Linked DNA regions of Thunnus thynnus: region 2 is linked to region 1. A link is a contact called in public Hi-C data. All regions are on one chromosome and are shown on one strand. Each heading gives the region's core, a stretch centred on a gene start, on an enhancer-like site or on the middle of the called end of the contact. The rest is flanking DNA. Distances are from core to core; before and after follow the strand shown.

The links. A called contact is a pair of places that touch in the nucleus more often than the background predicts.
Region 2: a Hi-C map of muscle shows a contact between it and region 1, with 9 times the contacts expected there. The contact joins the promoter of khdrbs1b here to the promoter of kpna6 in region 1. A contact is called at or near these places in 2 of 3 Hi-C or Micro-C datasets (heart and muscle).

Annotation. Positions count from the first base shown.
Region 1 is chr15:24,257,062-24,261,892 of fThuThy2.1, forward strand. kpna6 (karyopherin alpha 6 (importin alpha 7)) reads right to left here and starts at 3,046. Exons shown (of 14, transcript XM_067611487.1): 1 at 2,901-3,046; 2 at 354-487; 3 at 124-216. The coding sequence starts at 2,904.
Region 2 is chr15:24,545,272-24,550,283 of fThuThy2.1, forward strand. It overlaps khdrbs1b (KH domain containing, RNA binding, signal transduction associated 1b), which reads right to left and starts at 3,331. Exons shown (of 12, transcript XR_010931546.1): 1 at 2,903-3,331; 2 at 400-521.

The sequences.
Region 1 (4,831 bases), core at 1,796-4,295:
CAGGCTTACGCCTGGCGGAAATAACAAAACTGAAATGCAATGTAAAATAAACCTCCGGTGGGTCCTGTTTAAGCCTCTCTTTGTCTACGTTGTGTCAGTGGCATTAGGAAAATAGACACTCACTGTTACTGGAGAGCTGAGGTGGGAGTCCACCAGTGGACTCTCGAACATGGCTTCCTCTTCATTGAGAACATCCACGTTCCTCCTCTTGAAAAGCTGTGATTACAGAATTGTCAGAGTCAGAGACACAGTTAAGCCAGAGTATTTCCCCTATACATAGACTACAAACTGATAAACTCAAACTGGGAGATAAAGGACCTGATGAGTGGAATGGACAAGGTTTAGTTTAATACCTGTTGTTCTCGTTTCTGTTTCCTGAGTTGGATGCCCTCCTCCTCTCTTCTGCGCCTCATCTCTTCTGGGTTCAAGGCTTTGTTCTTGTAGCGGTTCATCCTGTAGTTATCCTTGGCCGGACTGGCTGACGGCTCTGATGGGCCACAGACAGGTAAGCATTACGATAAAGCAGTAAGTAGGAAACAAAATAGTGCAGAATTTGGACCATCCGAATTGAACTTAAAGAATACACCATGTGTAAAGACAAAGTTTGTATTTGTTCTCCCTGACATCTCTAATAATAGGCCATGATGATGAAACAGCATGTACACAGGTCTATATATAAAAAGGCCTTGAATAAACAGGCTCATAGAGACTGGACAACACAGCCCAAAAATACACACACACGCATATGCAAACACACACTGCTAAGCTATTCATCAACTAGTCAGCTGGTGGGCAGAACAAACATAATTATTCAGTGAAGTTAAATCGCAGAGTTAGCATAAACTGGTGCCCACACAGGACAAACTGCCCATTCTCAGCATTTGTGCAGTCATGCCACCAGAACAGGGCACTGGGCAGATCCCTGAGTCACCCAGGGCAACAAGCGAGAGAAAGAGAGGTAGGGACAACATTGAAACCTGCCACCAGCGCAGAGTGGTGCCAACCTTCTGTGCCAAAAGCACCCCATCGTAACAGCGGGGGTTTCCGAGGTTAAATATCGGAACAAGTGGCGCAAATTGAGGTCATGCTTTGGTTTGAGGACATCAACACAACCAGCCTCATAAAAAGCTTATGCATGTGTGTAATGTGTCCAGATGGTAAAGCCACAGGCATGGACGTCACACGAGCACAGGTTGCGACTGGATGCTCTCATTTCTGTAGCGTGTTTGTTATATTAGCTGCTGTGTATGAACTGCACTGAATATTTGCTGGCTGTATAGCACAGAAATAGCTCTGCTGAGAGCACGTCTACATTGGTATTACACTGGAGGAAAGAAAGCAGAATGTTGGGGAGGAGTTCAAGTGTTTGCCGACTCACACCGGAAAGATAGATGCAGTTTTAGATTCTGATGTTTTGAATTAGCTGCTACTGAGATTTCTGCAACTGCACAGAAACAACAGGGATGCAAATCCTCCGTTGTCTCAGCAGCAGATATATCAAAACCTCTACAAACTATTAGCATGGCTACATAGTATCAGTTCTTGTGCAATTTTGGAGAACCAACCCTTTAATTTAGCCTGATAAAGTGAAGCAGAACCACCTGCTCTGGTGACAAATCAAACACCAAGGATGGTTCAAGTAAGGACACTTTTCCAATATTAAAAAAACTAATTAAGCCTGAGGGAGGAACAGGACTCCTGTTACTTTACTAAAATATAATGACTAGAAGGTTGTGGCCCAGCTTTATTTCTGTGTGCAATATTTCCATTGGACACCACAATGAAGCAGGATGGTATTTACTTGATTAAATATTAAAGACTGCCCCTGCCCCTATTTCATTGGTCGTTTCAAATATATCACTTACCAGTAGGGTTATTGTCAATTACAAATGCTGAGGAAAAAAAAAAAAACAAGCATGACTCTGTACGCGAATAGTCTGGAAAATTTGGGGACTCCTAGTGTCACATGTGCGGTCTGACATGTCAATACATTGCTTACTGGTGCTAGCAAGCTGTCCAAAATGTTCAATGTAATCCCATAGCTCACTGATTTCCACTTCATCGTCAAACTACTCTAATTAAGAACAATTAATTCAATATAATCGTGTCATCCCTAACATGTAATTCTGCGCGTTTGAAGGAAAGGGCTGACTGACAGAGCTAACGTAGCTAACATTAGCGCTAGCACCCAAATTAGTGACTAATAAATATGACTATTCACGTGTGTCACTTCCTAAGCGATGACTTAAAACCTTTTCTTAGTTGTTGAAAGTCCCTTACTAGTTGTAATTGTCGCACACACAAAATACTACCGAACAAACAGCTACATGACGTTTGAAATCTCTTGATAGCGGTAACTTTGCTAACATTACCGCTATCAACACTTACGTACTATAGGTTAATGAACAACGGGAGTCGGAGTGACAGGCGAATGTAACGTTATATTTGCCAACAAGAAAGCCAATATTTTGATATAATAGATAATAACTTAAGACTTTAGTTGTACGTGTGTGTCTCCCCACCTATCATAAGAAAGACGGCACGGCGCGGTGCTAACAGTTAGCTATTAGCCTAACGTTAGTTTCCTTAAGTTTGCTAACAGATGGCGCTGGTTATTTTCTCGGGTTGGAATTATGTTAGTAGTTACACCTTGCATGACATCTGATAATAGATGAAACATTGTCATAACACTGCGCAGTTTTATATGCCGCAAGTGAATTAGCAACTTACAAAGCGCTACTAAAGCTACGCAGCAAAGTTAAGTAGCAACCTAGCAGCTAACGAGCTAACGAGCTAAAAAACAGTGACATGATTTCATAACCATCACTCCCGGCGACATGGCACAACCTTTAACGATCTGAACGTAACATTTGTACTCTTGATTTACGGAACAAGCTTACCCATTGTGTCCTATATGGTTTGAGAGTATCACGTCGTGTAGATATGAGTCAATTTTAAATCCTTTCTCTCTTCTAGCTTTCCAGAATTTGCTCTTGTAAGCAATATGTCGGCCGGGAGACGGAAACGTCAAAATATAACGCCGACTTCCTGCCACCAGAGGCCGCACCAGCTTCACAAAACACTCGCCTCACAGTTAGACACCTAAAATACCAACTATATGTTAATAATCAACTTAAGGCTGGACTTATTTAATTCTCAAAAAGTTACACTGGTCAGTCATGTTAACCTCTTACCAGGCAAACCATTTTTGTGCACAAACCTGAAAATAATGTGCCCAAGATAAGAAGGTTACTTTTCTTCAACCCCTTTGATTTAGTCATAACCCTGGTCTTGTTTAAAAGGTAAATTTTTAAATTTCATAACCAAAAAGCCTGAATGAGTATAAGTGATCCTGAAAATAATGCCACCAAGGCTAAAGTGTTCCACGGTTGGGATTGTGTCGCTTAACAGGTAAAGCTGAACTGTCCCAGTTTATCCATAAAGTACCATACCAGTTATTAGGGGAGGGCAAGAGGACACATGACTTTTTGTTTACATGTTGCAGTCTTCTTCCAAAAGTCACTGTTTCTCAATGCTGTCCCCATTTTGCATACCCTCTGGCATGGTTCAGATACCTCTCTGTCTTGGATCTGCATGTGTCACTCTGGCTTTGAAATGGTGTGTGTTTGTGTGGTTTTGTGTGTGTGTGTGTGTGTGTGTGTGTGTGTGTGTGTGTGTGTGTGTGTGTGTGCGCAGTCAAGGCTCCCCAGTGTTTTTATCAAATTGAACGTGACACAATAATACAGGTGAGGGGTATCCATGGTCAATTTGCTGGGAGCAGGTAGTGGTAAATTACTGCACTATAGTGTGATACAGCATTGTCCTCTGACATGGGCCCCCTGAGGAGGCCTGAAGAGATACACCAGAAAAATACTTTAGGGGGCAATGTTGTACAAATAAAATGGCAGCAACGGGTCATGCACTGCTGTCAGGCTGACTCTTTCCCCTATTAGAAAGGGTGTTGGAGGTCAAGTCAACTGTAGCACAACTGAGATACTTTCCCATGATTACAATTTCTTAGCAGACAAGAACAAATATTGTTCATAGATCCAGGCTCTCGCAGAGTAGCCACAGGCTCTGGGTCGAGCTTCACTCAGCCAAGCCATGAGGGCTGAGAATTCACAGCCTTCAGCAGGTGTGCTGGCACAGAGATGAATCAAAAGACTGCTTTCTGGAGAGCAGCTCTCCACTGGTATCAAATAACACAAACACACAGGACCAATTTGTGCTACGGAGGCAGCATTCAAATGCTCTCAGATCCAGTCCGCAGGGCTGTAGCTGGGGCTCATCGAGTCCGATTTCACAGGGCCTCCTTTGTGAGTTCTTTGCCTTTCTCATTTCTAGGCCTGCTGAAGCACATCATACAACAGCCTACACTTTGCAGAGAAGCAAAGGCTATTCATTAGTTAATGCCATACAGTAAAGACTGCCTGTGTAATGGAATCATAAGAGCAAAGCAAGGCACATAACTGAAGGGTTTTAAACTGAAGTATATAAGGAACAATCCATTCTGCTGTAGTCTCCCGCTCACTGTTAGCTCATAATGAAGCTATAATAAACACTACAATCAATACCCACTTTTCCCATCCACATTCAAACTGCTGTAAATTAAAGAGAAAAAAGATCAAAATTAACAAACAGGAAGACCTCTCCTGCCGACCTCATTAGTGGCCATTGCTCGTCCAGGTTGAGTCAGCAATACTGAGAAACCGCACTGCATTTTCAACAAGCAAATTAACAACGCCGCTACAGCATGGTGAGAGCTACAACTAGGTGTTGATTAAGTGCGATTTCATCAAAATGAGTTTTTAGTTTCGTCTGAAAAGAAGAT
Region 2 (5,012 bases), core at 2,081-4,580, 290 kb after region 1:
TGAATACACCCGAGGTTACATGATAAAGAACTCGCTCCGAATGGAAACATTTACTGAGCACAAACAGAGGAGAGGATCCAATCTACTGAGCACAGTTTGTATTACACAGAAATATATAGAGAGAGCTATCCTGACTAGAGTAATATTAACATTTTGATCCTTTTAGTGATATTTTAAAACATGCCAGTATCAGCTGTAATTATACTCTGGAGCTTAAAGATCAAGGTTGAGAGGAGTAATTTGAGACTCCTAAGTAACCCCATGGCTTTGTGTAATTGAAACCCGGCTGCAGGATAAATTAAATCAAGAGGGGTTCACAGTGGGAAAAAAAAAAAAAGAGGACAGAAGAAAAAAGGGGGAAGGGGGAAAAGAAAGAAACCAGGGGCAAAGACAGCTCACCTTCGGGTACTGTTTAACAGGTATGAGTACGCGTTCCTTAAGTTTGATGTTCTTTGTTGTGAAAAGGTCCAGGTATGTTTCTGCCTCCTTTTGAGTCTCGCCTTTCTGGATTCTATCAATTTCTAGAAGGGAAGAGGCATCGTTTCAGGCAGCGTTCATGCAGTCAAACAGAATTCAAAGAAGCACATCTCGGTCATGAGGAGAATTAGGTGCGCTTGCTTACATTGCTAAGTAAGCATGGATGTGGAGATCTGCAGGTCAAAACTATCTCGATGTCTCGGTTCAAATAAAGCGAAATTTAGTCGGAAAGGTTTTTTTTAAATGACAGGATTTCATTGTGAGGCGGGTTTTAACAACATGCTTTTGAAATTGAATCCTGGATGTCTAAAAACATTCACTTTTCAACCAATTTGAAACCTTTTGACTGACAAATCACCAAATCAGTGTTTACTGATTGCCACACAATGGTGCACCCCAATGAATACGAGAGTACAGATGTGTTGCATTTAGCGCCTGCTGCGATCTTGTCAATATTACAGATAGATCCGCAACAATTACTTGATTAGGCGATAACTCAATAGACAGGAGATAATCAGCAGCTATTTTGATAATCAGTTAATCGTTTCAGTCAGTTTTTCCAAGCAGAAACTCCTCACATTCTCTGGTTACAGCTTCTCCAATTGCTACTTTTCTTTGTTTTATGAGTTGGACTGTTGATCAAGCATAACAAGACATTTTTATTCTAACAATTATCTTGAAGCTGATCGTTAAATCGCAGCTCAAATCCTCAACCTTTCAAAACACAAATGGGAAAAAAACCACACAGTTATATTACAACTGTACTACACCTTCTGTCCCTTATTCCAAGTGGCACAGCACCCACAGCACCTATCACTTCTCAAAACACCTCCTCACTCCCGGCCATGACAACTCCTGAGTCTACGATGTGCAAACATGTCAGATTCAAACCCAGTCTAGATGTTGAACCTGCAGCACACACTGACACACTTGGTCTTTCTGGATCATTCTCACCTTCATTTTCAGAGATGTAGCCTAGATTTTGGCACAACCTGTCAGGCGAAGACACCGACTTATTCGTGATATCGGCATCGGGAGACGTACCCGAGACACTTGACCGGAGCAGCGAATAAAAACCAGCTCACAGTAAATGATTCACAGCCACTAGGAGAGCACATGGGCGACAAAGCCTCAAAACAAAATAACCGCTAAACTAACAATCCTTCAGTTTACCCAGCTATAGCAGTCAACAGCCAGCTTATTATATCCTGTCTATAGTATCAGTCTAACAGCCCTGTAAGGACTTGTGGACTCTTGGTGACACTGTGATACTTTTTAGCACATCATTCCACAGAATTACTACATTATATAGAGGTCATTTCTGTCAGGCTGGGCCATATGGATAAAATCAAATATAATATCTTTTACCAAATACCTCGATATCGATATTAAGACAATATTGTAGAGACAACTATTGGTGCGTTCACAAAATATTTACACAATCGGATTTTTGATAAATCATCAGTAAAGACAAATAACAGAACAGCTGGAACAGGTGAGTTCAGAATAATTACATCTCTTTACTGTAATGTAGCCTTTAAACCAATGAAAAGACAACACTTATGCCATATCATGATATTACAATACCCACAATCTGAGATGATATCTAGTCTCATATCACAAAATCAATATAACAACAGTGCTGTGCCTCGAAAACTAAAAAGGTGAACAACAGGATAAGGCCGACTGACACCATGTTTTCAGAGCTCGCTGATGAACACAGGTTAAACATTATACCAGAGGTAGTCGTGTCTTTTTGTCCCTTCTCAAGCTCAGCTACAGGACAGCAGAGCCCTGCAGCTGTCATGTCTGCGGTCTCATGCTCAAGGACACTTCGGCAGCGGCCGACAGAGAGCGGGACCTGCGGGTCTCCGTCACCGCTGGCACACCGCCTCTTCACCCGGCTTTTACAGCACTGAGGTGACCCCAGTCACGGTTACTGGCGCACATTTATAGGCTGCTGCGCAACGCAGCTGCCAGACAATGAGCTCAACAGGGGCTCGGCAGCGAAAACAAACGACCAGTAGAACAACAACAACAACAACAAAAGAGTCAGAGTTTAAACTCGACTCGTCGCAGGTGCTCGAGGGGAAGCGGAAATCATTGAGAAAACGGTTTGAAAGCGTGTCTCCTCCTGTGGTGTTGTGATAGCTTTCGGCTATTTCCAATATCAGAGTTATTAGCTTCTACATGCATCACATGAGCTCCACATACCCGTGACTGAGATGTGAGCGAACTGTGTTGCGGTGTAACGGGGCAGTCCGTCCCGTCCGCAAACACATGGCGCTCACAGCGTGGAGGTGTGCGGGTTTTTTTTAGTTTTTTTTTTTAAGGTGCGTTCATGAGCCGTATGTGGCCCCTCTGTAACTCACTGCGTGTACCGCGTTCACTGAGTGAAAATAAACCGCAAGTCAGCTCACTTTACCTGCGTTTAAAAGTTTCATGGCGTGCGTAAACGATGAGTCCAGGCTGTCCTTCTCCGCCAGCAGCTCGGGGAGGTATTTGTCGCCGTTCTCCATTTTGAGTTTAGAGGGAGGGGGGCAGTCAGTTTCGGTGCAACAAAAAAGCTTGAAAAAAAACCCCAACAATAATAGAAAAAAAGTAGTCCAGTTATGTAACTACGGAGTGCCGCGTATCCTCTGTGCAGACGGCGCTTTGCATGTGGCTACCGGGCGTTTCTGCGACGGACGGCTCCGCTACTTTGCGTCTATGTGGTTTCCCGGCCGGTGGGTTCCGTCTTTTCAGCAGCGCTGGCTAGATGGAAATGGGAGAACAAAAGCGGTGAGAGACTGGAAGAATAGCGATCCGACTCAAGCAGACGGAAGTGAGCTCAGAAGGACGTATTTCTCGAGACTGACGCCGCCTACTGCGTGCTGAGTGAATGTGCCTCCAGTAGCGATAATCCCGCTATCACATTTTCAGTATTGGTCTGGGTGTGCCTGCTGTACGGAGTGTGGCACTATTAAAATAAAAAAACGTCTAGACCAGTGGTTCTCAAAGTGGGGTCTGGGGACCCCCAGGGGTCCTTGAGGGGGTTCCAGGGGGTCCCCATCAAAAAGGGGAATAATTTATTTTCACTATAATTCCATCCATAAGTAACACAATGACAGAATGAATGACTGTTCATGGGTTTCATACACTTTCTGTAATTAAACATTTAAAAGCAAAAATCTTATCAGATGGGGGACCCTGGGACAAAATCTTATCAAATGTGGATCCGTGGTCTGATTTGTGTCAGTTTAGGGGTCCTTGATGTGAAAAAGTTTGAGAACCCCTCTTTCTGAGTCTGGACTACTCAGAAGGTATTGAAGTTCCCTACAATTGGATTCTGAAACCTCACAAGGCAACTTTCTACTAAATGTATATTTAAAGGTAGGCTATAGTCTGTGTCTGTGGTGCTCAAAGTTAATTTATCAATGATCATATGGAAAATATGTCACTTTATCACTATAGGCACTTAGCCGATATATATCCTTTGATGTAGTGTTTTATAGAATTAGAGGCTTTAAGGCAATCAACAAGTTATAGACAGGTCAATTGGAAGGGAATGTCCATTATTTATCTTTTTTAATGCTTTTCTCTTTTATAAGATTACCTTTAACTATAATATGACCTATATAACTCCTGGAATCAGTTCCAGCAGGTGAAGCTTTTGTATGTTTAACTGTATCACCACAAACACCTTAATCTTCATTACAGTGACCTTTAATTTGTTAATTACAAAGAGATTACAGCATATTCTCCAAAAAAACAATCACTTGAAGATAATATGACAGAGTAAGGAGAGTATAAAATAGATAGATTGAGAGACAGACAGACAGATAGATAGATAGTGTAGTGTCACCAAGTCACGTCAATCACAAATGACACAAAGGAGGTTCTGCAAGAAAATAAAATATACCTCAAGCTATTCATAATAGAAAATCAAATAGATTAAGTCTGAGAATAGGAATGATATGTCTGAATTTTTATGTACTGCAGTGTAAGACATTTCTCACCAAGTGTATATGAATTGATGTGAATAGCATATTGATAGATGATGACACATCTTCTGTATAATTTGTTAATATAATTTCAGCTCATATATACAGGTTGCCCTGAAGATGTGGCAGTTTCATTCCAGGCTCTCTACTGCCCCTTAGTGCCAGAGCTGATCATGACAGAGAGTGGGCCACAAGCTGCTGGAACTGGGTCTATCAGAAGAAACCTTTTCTTAGTCTAATCCCCTCCTTTTCCTCTCCACTTCTATTGATTCAAAAACACTTAAGGGGGGATCTGTGCAAGTGAAAAGCGCAGTGAGGAGAATGTCTGGAACAGACCTCTCAAGGATTGATTTCTCTGATTCAGATGGTGGTAATGAACCTGTCATGACATTGAGTGGAGCGCAATAGGTCAGAGGTTAGATTTGGTCTAATGCATACAAAACAAGACTGGGCTATTCCCTGTGTATTGGGTCTTTAAGAATATACAGTAACATGCATTATCTGCAGGCGGATGCTCTTTGAACAAACAGCAAAAACTGCAGGTCATTTGTC